2 separate regions of the Danio rerio genome follow, and region 1 is linked to region 2. Evidence: chromatin contacts called from public Hi-C data. All regions are on one chromosome and are shown on one strand. The core of a region is the stretch at or near the end of the contact, and the rest is flanking DNA. Distances in the headings are between cores, read along the strand shown. Region 1 overlaps fbrsl1 (fibrosin-like 1). Region 2 overlaps fbrsl1 (fibrosin-like 1).

Region 1 (5,548 bases), core at 1,849-4,348, 270 kb before region 2:
TTGATTTTCAAAATGGGGTGTACTCTATTATGCCCCCATAACAAGCATGCTTTAAAATTGTGGCTATAAATCCCTCAAACCAGCATCTTAAACTCAATGATAGAAGCCATTCCAGATCTCTGTTCTGCAAACGCAGGAAGCGATTTATCAAAGCACTTACACAAATTTTCTTTAATCATTGGTTAGTGTTTGACCACATGGCTGCAAAATGATGCCTTTTGAAGTCATTCAGCCGGCCGTCCAAAGAATCCGTGCGATTATGCAGCTCATTCCACCAATGGTCTTTCGTAATAGATGCGCAATCATCAAATACGGCATTCGGAAACATAAACATTTCAGTCTTTCAGAACTTTGTGACTAACCAACGAGATGAGAGATTTCTGTGGTGGGGACAGACTTTCACAACAGAAGAACTCTGAAAAGCAGCCTAACATAGTTATCCTTCGCATGAATATTTATAACTACTCATGAGCGATTTCTCATTTTCAGCCTATTTTTCTGCACCATTACTGCAACCATTTAAAATGGATCAGAGAGAGAGAGAGAGAGAGACTGGGAGCGAAAAGAGAGAGTCTTGGGAGGAAGAAAAAAACAGTGGCATTATTTTTCCATAATAAAATTTCCCTGCCTTAACAAGATAAAAGTAAATTGCGCACTGACTCAGAAAGTGTGAAAGGCATTCTAGAATGAATTTTTCATGTGCATTGATAATTTAATATGTTGTGGCGCCAATTTATCAGATTTCTGTGTCGTTGCTGCTCTTTCTTTTTTTTCCTAAGGAGAATAACAAGAATATGATCTCGCTTTCTGAGAGCTTTCAGAACAATGTCACAGAAAAAAGAGGTGTTCGCACTGATTGGATGGAAAAAAACTCCACAGAGAGACTTAATATAACTTGCTCTCATTTTCGTACTAACAAGACGACGAGGCGGACTCAATTGAACAACATGTGTTCTAAATTCCCAACATTATTCATGCTATCATTCCATAAGGAGAACATTCAAATTGAATACCCTGGTAAAATGCTCATGGGATTCGCTGAACATGTAAAGTCAATGCAACAGGAAACCATCCATCCATCCGTCCGTCCATCCGTCCGTCCATCCATCCATCCATCCATCCATCCATTCGTCTGTTTATCCATCCATCTGTCCGTTTATCCATCCATCTATCCATCCATCCATCCATCCATCCATCCATCCATCCATCCATCCATCATTTCATCCATTCATTCATCCATCCATCCAACCCTCCATCCATCCGTCCATCTGTCCATCATCCATCCATCCAACCGTCCATCTATCCATGCATTCATCCATCCATCTATCCATCCATCAATCCATCCATCCATCCATCCATCCAATCATCCATCCATCCATCTATCCATCCATCCATCCATCCATCCATCCATCCATCCATCATCCATCAATCCATTCATCTGTCCATCCATCCATCTGTCCATTTATCCACCCATCCGTCCGTTCGTCCATCCATCCATCCATACACCCATCCATCTATCCATCCATGCATCCATCCATCCACCCGTCTATCTGTCCATCCATCTATCAACCCATCCATCCATCCATCCGTCCATCCATCCATCCATCCATCCATCCATACGTCCATCCATCTATCCACCCATCCTTCATCCAGCCATCCATCCGTCGATCAATCCATCCATCCATCCAACCATCCGTTCATCTCTCCATCCATCCATCCATCCATCCATCCATCCATCCATCCATCCATCCATCCATCCATTCGTTTGTCCATCCATCCATCCATCCATCCATCCATCCATCCATTCATTTGTCCATCCGTCCATCCGTTCGTCCATCGGTCCATTTATCATCCATTTGTCCATTCGTCTATCCATCCATACACCATCCGTCCATCCATCCATTCGTTTTTCTTTCTATCTTTCCGTTCAACTACCCATCATCCATTCGTCCATCCATACATCCATCCATCAATCCATCCATCCAACGGTCCATCTATCTATCCATCCATCCAACCGTCCATCCATCCATCCATCCATTCATCCATCCATCCAACCGTCTATCCATCCATCCATCCATCCATCCATCCATTTATCCACCCTAACACCCATCCATCCATCCATCCATCCGTCCATCCACTCGTCCATCCATCCATCCATCCATCCATCCATCCATCCATCCATCTGTTCATCTGTCCATCCATCCAACCATCCATTTGTTAAACATCCAGCGTCGTCATCCCTGGTGTGACGAAATAATGACATGCACAAAGACAAAAGAATCGATCTTCACAGAATGGCAACAGTTAAACCGGTCCGGCTTTGCCCGCGGCAGAGGATGATAAAGTATTATTTATCATGAGGAACAGCTACTGGCCCAGTGGAGGGAGAGAGGGAGGCAGAGAAAGAGAGGTAGAGAGATTAAATATAAGGTTACCACAGCTAGGATCTAATCTATTCAGAGACAAATGCCGGGTCTCGGAAGCACATTTGTTGTGCGCCCCCGAGGTTTAACAGCCGGCATTATGGTTCCATTTCTCATCATTAGCAAGCCTACATCAATGTCCCCACTAAGGGGTCAGCTCTGGGAATAGATCCAAGGGCTGTGTCAGGCCAGGAGTAGAGGAAAGAGAGGAGGGGTAGTGAGAAATAAATCTCTCCCTTTGTGTGCGGGCGAGCGTGTGTGCATGGGGTTCGTGTTGTGCGCCATCTCTTATCGTACACCGAGAGATCCATATGCTTTTACATGCCTGTGTACATGAGTATTTGCATAAGCCATTTTGCATGCACGTTTGACTCAAATGAGGGAGAGTGCAACAGGGACAAAAAAAGGTAGACATAGAAGGACAGAAAAGACTGAGAGGGAAAGACGAAAGGAGGAAAGACAGGAAAATCAAATGTGATGTATCTGGATGCAGCACGCGTGTACCCTCGCCTACCATATGCCGCTGCATTTCACGCTAGTAGATCTGAATGTGGACACAAGCATTTCAGGGGTTTTCTTCCTTTCTTTCTTTCTTTTTTCATCCAGCAGCCCTGCCTTTCTCCACCGTGTTAGATATGTTAATCCGCTGGCATTCATCTGAACTACAGCGGCTCCGGAATGGTTCTCCAGACCCACGCGTCAGAGCTCCAACCCAGCCGCGGGCAGCAGATGCTCCTGCAGACTTACCCCAGCCACAAACTGGGCTTTCAGGCTTCCCACTGAGAGCTTCTCTGCTTCCTCGTAGAGCTCCAGAAGTGTATAATAAGCCCCCTTGAGGAAAAGCGAGGGATGAGGCAGAAAAAAAAGAGAAAAAGAAGTGTGGAAGGTTCAAGACCAGGAAAGCAATGGCGTAGTTACACTGAAGAGTAGTGCATTAGCACAGGACGGATTTATGATGGGTAATTTGAGTCTTCTCAACTAAGCAGCGGTCCCTATGTTACTACTCTTATTCAATAGCAGTCAAAATATGTGACTTGATCACATTTGGTTTTCAGTGCAAGACATAGATGAGAAAGAACACCAAAATGTGCTGGGCTGTTTTAATTCAATGTTGGGTCAAATGTGGTCAAACTCAACAGTTGGGATCAATCCACCGATCCATCAATCTCTCCATTCACCCGTCCATTCATCCATTCATCAATCTATCCATCCACCCATCTATCCATCCATCCGTCCGTCCGTCCATCCATCCATCTATCTATCCATTCATCTATCCATCCATCCATTTGTCCATCTGTTCATCCATTCATCCATCCATCTGTTCATCTATTCATCTGTCCGTCCATCCATCATCTATTCATCCATCCACCTGTCCATCTATCTGTTCATCTGTCTGTCAGTCCATCCATCCATCCATCCATCCATCCATCCATCCATCCATCCATCTAACCACCCATCCATCCAGCCTTCCATCCATCCGTTTACCTGTCTGTCAGTCCATCCATCCATCCGTCCATCCATCCATCCATCCATCCATCCATCCATCCATCCATCCATCCATCTGTCCATCCATCTATGCATCCATCCATCCTTCTATCCATCCATATGTCCGTCTGTCCATCCATCCATTTGTCCATCTGTTCATCCATCCATCCGTTCATCTATTCATCTGTCCGTCCATCCATCATCTATTCATCCATCAATCCACCTGTCCATCTATCTGTCAGTCCATCCATCCATTCATCCATCCATCCATCCATCCATCCAACCACCCATCCATCCAGCCTTCCATTCATCCGTTTACCTGTCTGTCAGTCTATCCATTCATCCATCCGTCCATCCATCCATCCATCCATCCATCCATCCATCCGTCCCTCCGTCCGTCCGTCCGTCCGTCCGTCCATCCATCCATCCATCCATCCATCCATTTATCTATCCATCCATCCATTCACCCATCCATCCTTCCATCCATCCATATGTCCGTCCGTCCATTCATCATCCATCTATCCATCCATCCATCCATCCATCCATCCATCCATCCATCCATCTGGTTAAAAAGTTATGTCATCTCTTTTTCTCTTGCTTATCATGGGCCAGGGCGATGGGGCTAGCAGTATCATAAAGAAGCCCCAAACATCCCTCTTTCCAGACACTTCCTACAGCTCCTCTGGGGTACCCCGTTCCCAGGCAAGCCGCGACACCCCACAACATGTCCTAGGTCTTCCCCGGGGCCTCCTCGTGTTGGGATATGCCCAGAACACCTCCCTAGGTAGGCGTCCAGGATGCATTCAAAACAGACGCCAGAGCCACATAAACAGATTACTCTCGATGTGGAGGAACATTGGCTCAACTTCGAGTTCCTCCTAGATGACAGACCTCCTCAGCCTATCTCTGAGGGAGCACTCTGCCACCCTGTGAAGGAAACTGACTTCGGTTGCTTGTATCTATCTTTATGTCTGTCTTTTCCACGAGTGTCACATGTGCTTGAGTATGTGTGAAGTAAACTGTTTAATATTCACAGAAGCTAGTTGACATGATTTGATTGTGTGCACAACAATACTTGGTTCTAGTTCTCCAAAACTTGCTCAATTCTGCCACATTCTTGACATCTTTATGACTTGATTCTCCTTAAATATATCCAAACATTTCGCTCCACGTAATGGAATATTTCAACAGGGATAACAAGAAAATCACGCTGACCACTCATGAGCTTTTAAAAAATATAACCTCGCTCAAATTAAACAGACACTTTCTATTTTAACAAGTTAAAACAGGAAATCAAGAGTACCAAGACAGATGGAAAGAGGAATATGAAGTGGAAGAAGAAGAAAAAAAAATCCCTTCGGTGAATAACAAATCAACAGCAAGCAAATAAAACGAATTAAGTTTGGAATATCGCATTACCATCATTAAATTAAATTCACGACAGTAGATTTCAAATCGAATTACCGAATACAAGCCAGCTGTTTTCACGGTCTTGCACTATGAACTGAAGTCCGAATGGGAGTCGACTCAAAACACCTACCGACCTCGGAAATGCAGCATCAACAAACTCCAGTGTCAGCTAATCAAATCCAGCTAATCAGTGAATTCTGTGTTGACTAAAAAAATCTGGAGGAAAAACG
Region 2 (5,075 bases), core at 2,368-4,867:
TAAAACAGTTGACCAACGCTATATATATACTTTTAATTTTAGCACGGGGAATTTTGCATCCATCAATCAGGATGAAATGCAAGTGTGTGTGTGATCTAGTCCCAGTGTGTGTGCATGAGTACACGCGTAAGTATGTGTGTGTATGTGTGTTACTCCAGTAACTCTTGTGTGTAGCTCCCAAGCGGCTTGCTAGGTCTTGGCCCTGGTCTCCAGATCTCTACTCTAATTTAAACAGATCACTGCTACAATTAACCTTTCTGCTAAATATCAATTATAGCCCCAGGCAGAGCAGAATTAAAACGGTCATCAGCGAGTCTGACAGGCCCTGCATTCTGCCACCACCTGGTCATCGTTTCCCCGTCCCTTCTTCCCAGCGGACCCGCACAAGCCCCATTTAATTACCAGAGCCAATACCGAGCCAGCGATGGAACAACACCGCGCCAGCGCTGGATGATTGGCGCAATGAATTACCATTCAGTGGAGGTCAGAAGCAAAAATCGGTGGAGCGATGTGACCCAGGCAAAACGCTTGTGCTATGTCGAGGATTTCCAAAAAAAAAAAAAAAAAAAAGGAGAGCTGCAGGTGGGCCTAATCAAGTCAGAGTAATTTGCCGTAGTCAAGACAGGGGCTCGATTCTGTCAGAAAAGCTGACAAGCTAATCAATCCCGCTATCTCGACGTAATCGGCAGGGCTGCTTAGAGAGTCGCAGAATTGCTGGTGTGTATACTTGTAAAAGCAGGCAAAAGGGTGGGGGTCTCTCTGCCAAATACTGCGTTTGATTTGTTTACTGAACACACTATGAAAATGAATGTTTTCAAGACACCGTCTTCACTGATGTGGAAAACAAAACTCTGATTTTGATATTGCGTCGTTTGGACAGTTTTTTGTATTTACTTTTTGTGTGAATTTTGTTGGACCTGACTTAAAAAAAAAAAAAAGATTTTATTCGGTTTGTTTTGAAGGTCTCTGTTGGTTGAAGGTTTTGCAGGTTTACCTCTGAGAGACTAATCATGCAGAGCACTTAGTTCTTATTTTTGTTTGTGTTTTTTTTTAAATTATGGATTCATGTCTTGTTTAGTGGCGCAAGGTCAAACATGTTGACTACAAGAATCTGTAAAAGACACCATCTCTCATATATTTATGGAATTAAAAAAACAGCTTGAGGTCAAATTATATACACTCGATAAATACTAGTATAATTAAACTGAAATAATCACCATATATTTGTCTAAAGGAATATGCTTTCAGAATCTTCCTTAACACAATTTTCAATACTTTTTTCTACCTCACGTACCCAACATTTTTGTATTTCAAAAATATTGTATTAAATATTGTATTGTATACAGTATTTCCTATAATATTTTTGTCTTCTGGAGATAGTCTTATTTGTTTTATTCTGGTTAGAATAAAAGCAGTTTTTATGTCTTAAACCATTTTATGGTCAAAACTATTAGCCTTCTAAAGTAATATTTGTCGACAAAACAAGACCATCATTATACAACGACTTGCCTAATTAACGTAGTTAAGCCTATAAATGTCACTTGAAGCTGAATACTAGTATCTTGAAAAATATCTATTAAAATATTACTTGATTATATGTTTTAATGATGAAAAAAATCATTTTCCCGTTAAACCAAAAAAAAAAAAAAAATGGAGGAAATAATATACAAGGGAGCTGATAATTCAAGAGCTTTTAAACAGTGTTTTAAACAGTCGCACACATCAGCTGACAGTGTGAGTGATTATCGTCTCATTCGGTATTCACCAGCTTTTTTTTGCTCGCGCGGACACAGTTATTTTTGTCAGTCATGCTGCTTCTCGATTATAAGATCGCATTTGCTTGAATATTGGCCCATCCTTATTGTCGAACCCTGCTTTTAAAAAAAAAACTACAATTTAAACATTATTTTTAACCAGCCAAAGTGGCTAGTGGTGGTGACTATCTAACCCGCCACAGCTGAAATCTACCCGCCAAGGTTGGCCGGTGTTAATGTTAAGCCCTGCTTGTCATTGACAACATTATTAGAGCAATTTTTTCAATAGAATAAAATGAGACACTTGTCATTATCAGATTCCCTCTTGCATTATATTCAACATTATATAGGCTATACAACTATACATTACATTTACATTTTAAACATTTTATTTGCACGCACAACACTTTGTGTAAGCTACGAAGAAATAAAACATGTCAAGTGATTGTTGAAATCATAACTCTAAAATGTGGTTGTTTAAATGATGTGCGCACCACGCTGAAAAAAAAAAAAAAAAGATGTTGTACGTGTGATTTCGTGGCCGTGAATACATCATAACATTAGGACAGAAATTACATTTCTGGGTGAATTATACCTCATAAATACAGTATGTGACACGTTTAACACCATTCGGAGGTGTCCATGTTGCTGAGCAGTGTATGCGAAACAATTATAAAGACTTGTACACCGGCCCGCCCTTACGCCCCCTACTGACCCTGAAAATACAATTGGTTGAATCGAAGAAAAGCTGAAGTAAGATCATGTGTAGGGTCAAATCGAGATGGCGATCTCTTTTCAATTAATCGTGCAGCCCTAACACAAAACAACAGAGTTTTCAAATTTAAAACAGCCTCTTCAGCATTTTCAATTTTTCGGGGCTTGAAAACTCCGGGGTAGTGTGGACGAAAGGCGCAACCACTGCAAAACTATTCGTATTAGTGTAAAAGGGGCCAGAGTGTAACTGTTTGTAAAGCATACATAACCATAGGTAAGCTCAGAATCAATTTGTTTATTGTCCCAACCCTACCGATTGCCTTCTGTGTCCAGCCTAACAGTACAGCTACAACAACATTACACCATAGAGATGAAACTGGACAAAAAATGACGCCACACCACAATGGAAAGGCAAGAAGAGGCCATGAATGTATTTGTGCCATACTCCGGGGCTAAAACCCTTCTCTGACATGCTGCTGAATCCCTGCCCTGAAGGGAGGAGCGTCGAGGCAGGCGTGCTGAGATCCGCGTCGGGGTGAAGTCTCTCTGTTTTGTTATTCTGCTCTTTTGATCCCGCCTAACCTCAAAGGGCCCTGCCGTCTCCAGCCAAGAGCCCCTGAGCCGCCGCAAGTCCCACCTCCATTAGCGCCAGTGTTTCACCTCCGCCTCGCCCTTGTTCGCTCCCCTCCTTCCGATTCCACCTCTTCTCACTCGCACTTTATCTAGGCCGCCCTCATCTTCACCTGTCAGCTGTTTTCACTCAATCCCTACTTTGGGAATCAAGACCTGTCAGTCCTCATTACCCCCCAGCCCAAGTCTCGAACCCCTCGTTTGGATGAAAGCTCTGGGCTGGGAGAGCGTAGCAGAGGGCAGGCTCTGGGGACACAGATCCTTCCCCTAATTTGCTGGAAAAAGTGTCCCGCAGTAGAGAAGCCTCACCTCTATTAACCTAAAGAGAGAGTGAAAGAGAGACAAAGAGGGAATGAGACGAGAGGCAGAGAGAAAGAGAGCGGGCAGGGGCGATGGTGGCACCTCTACAGTGGCTCAATCTCCAGGCTCATTATCCCCGAGCCGCCCCAGAGCGAAGCAGAGCGCTCCGAGCATGGCAGGGCCACAACAGGGCCAGGGGCCAAATGGATTCATCTGCTCTCATTTGCTCCTGTCTCAGCAGAGGCAGCTGCTCTGAGTGAGGGGGTTGGGGGGGATTTACGACTTTGCATTGTGCCACAGAATAGCGCCACCTGTCTCTTAAATTGTGTAATGCCACAACAACAATGATGCAAGTAGTTAATGCAGTGGTACCCTGTAAATAATAAAACATCAGGGTTAAGATTTAAGATTAAGATCATTAAGATTTTTCCAATTTTGTTTTTATTTACAATAAACATATTTCACTTTAATTATCCAGTAGACAACATTTGAAGTGGATCAAGTATGTTTTTCAAAATAAGGTCCTAAGGCAAGAATGGGTCTTGTTTAATAGTTTAAGGACAACTTTAATGAAAGATTTTGAACCATGAATGTGGACTACTTCATTTGAGCTCAAAGGGAAGTTCACTAACAATAATTTTTCACCAAATATTTCTTAATTTTGAGGTTCAAGCATTGAATGATATATATTTACTTATTGTTTAATTTTATTTATTGTTAAATATAATTTTATTTATTGTTTAATTTTATGAATAACTATTATTTAACTTTGTTTGGAATTATACATTTAATTATTTTAATTAGTTATTGCTGTGGTAGTTCTGGTAGTACCTTTTAAAGTTTGAGGTCATTAAGATTCCAATTTTGTATTATTATTATCATTATTGTTATTATTATTATTATTATTATTATTATTATTATAATAATAATAATAATAATAATAATAATAATAATAACAATAATAATAATGATGATAATAATAATAATAATTATTATTATTATTATTATTATTATTATTATTATCATCAATAAAATTATTTTTTGTACTTTTTGTGCCTAACTATGCTGCATATATTTGCTCAAAAATTGGAAGCTTTTATTATGTTAAAAAATATTTCTCTTTTAATATATTTGGGTTCAAAGGGAAGTTTACTAACTAGTTATAGACTAATTATGGAAATAAAGTCACAAAATATTTGTTAATTTTGAGGTTCTAGCATTGTATGATATAATTTATTAATTAAAAAGAGTTTAATTTTATGAAGAACAAATACTTAATTAATTTAGTTTGAAATTATACATTTAATCATTTTAATTTGATATTACTGTGGTGGTTGTAGAATACCTTTTAAATGTTTGGGGTCAATAAGGTGTCCAACTTTATGTTGCTGTTGTTGTTGTTGTTGTTGTTGTTATTAATACTACTACTACTACTACTACTACTAATAATAATAATAATAATAATAATAATAATAATAATAATAATAATAATAATAGAAATAATATCATTATTATTAATATTATCAAAAGTTAGTTTTTTTTGTTCGTGCTTAACTATTCTGCATTTATTTGAACTTTTAAATTTTAAAATAAACATATTTCTCTTTTGATATATTTGAGCTTAAAGTGACGCTCACTAACTAGTGATAGACTAATTATGGAAACAATGATTTGTCA

The links. Hi-C and Micro-C count contacts between places; a contact is called where the count stands out from the background.
Region 1: a contact with region 2 is called in a Hi-C map of embryo, with 2.5 times the contacts expected there. The contact joins two enhancer-like sites. A contact is called at or near these places in 1 of 18 Hi-C or Micro-C datasets (embryo) and 1 of 4 datasets of contacts at active chromatin or transcription factors (embryo).

What each region holds. Positions count from the first base shown.
Region 1 is chr5:18,338,046-18,343,593 of GRCz12tu, reverse strand. All of the region lies in intron 4 of fbrsl1 (fibrosin-like 1), which reads right to left. Among named protein-coding and RNA genes, the nearest start is that of chfr, 170 kb to the left of the region's middle. Within about 2 kb of position 3,098, at least 6 of the 62 cell types and tissues checked have an H3K27ac peak or open chromatin away from gene starts, as enhancers often do.
Region 2 is chr5:18,071,968-18,077,042 of GRCz12tu, reverse strand. The region is part of intron 2 of fbrsl1 (fibrosin-like 1); the gene reads right to left. Among named protein-coding and RNA genes, the nearest start is that of fbrsl1, 180 kb to the right of the region's middle. Within about 2 kb of position 3,617, at least 25 of the 62 cell types and tissues checked have an H3K27ac peak or open chromatin away from gene starts, as enhancers often do.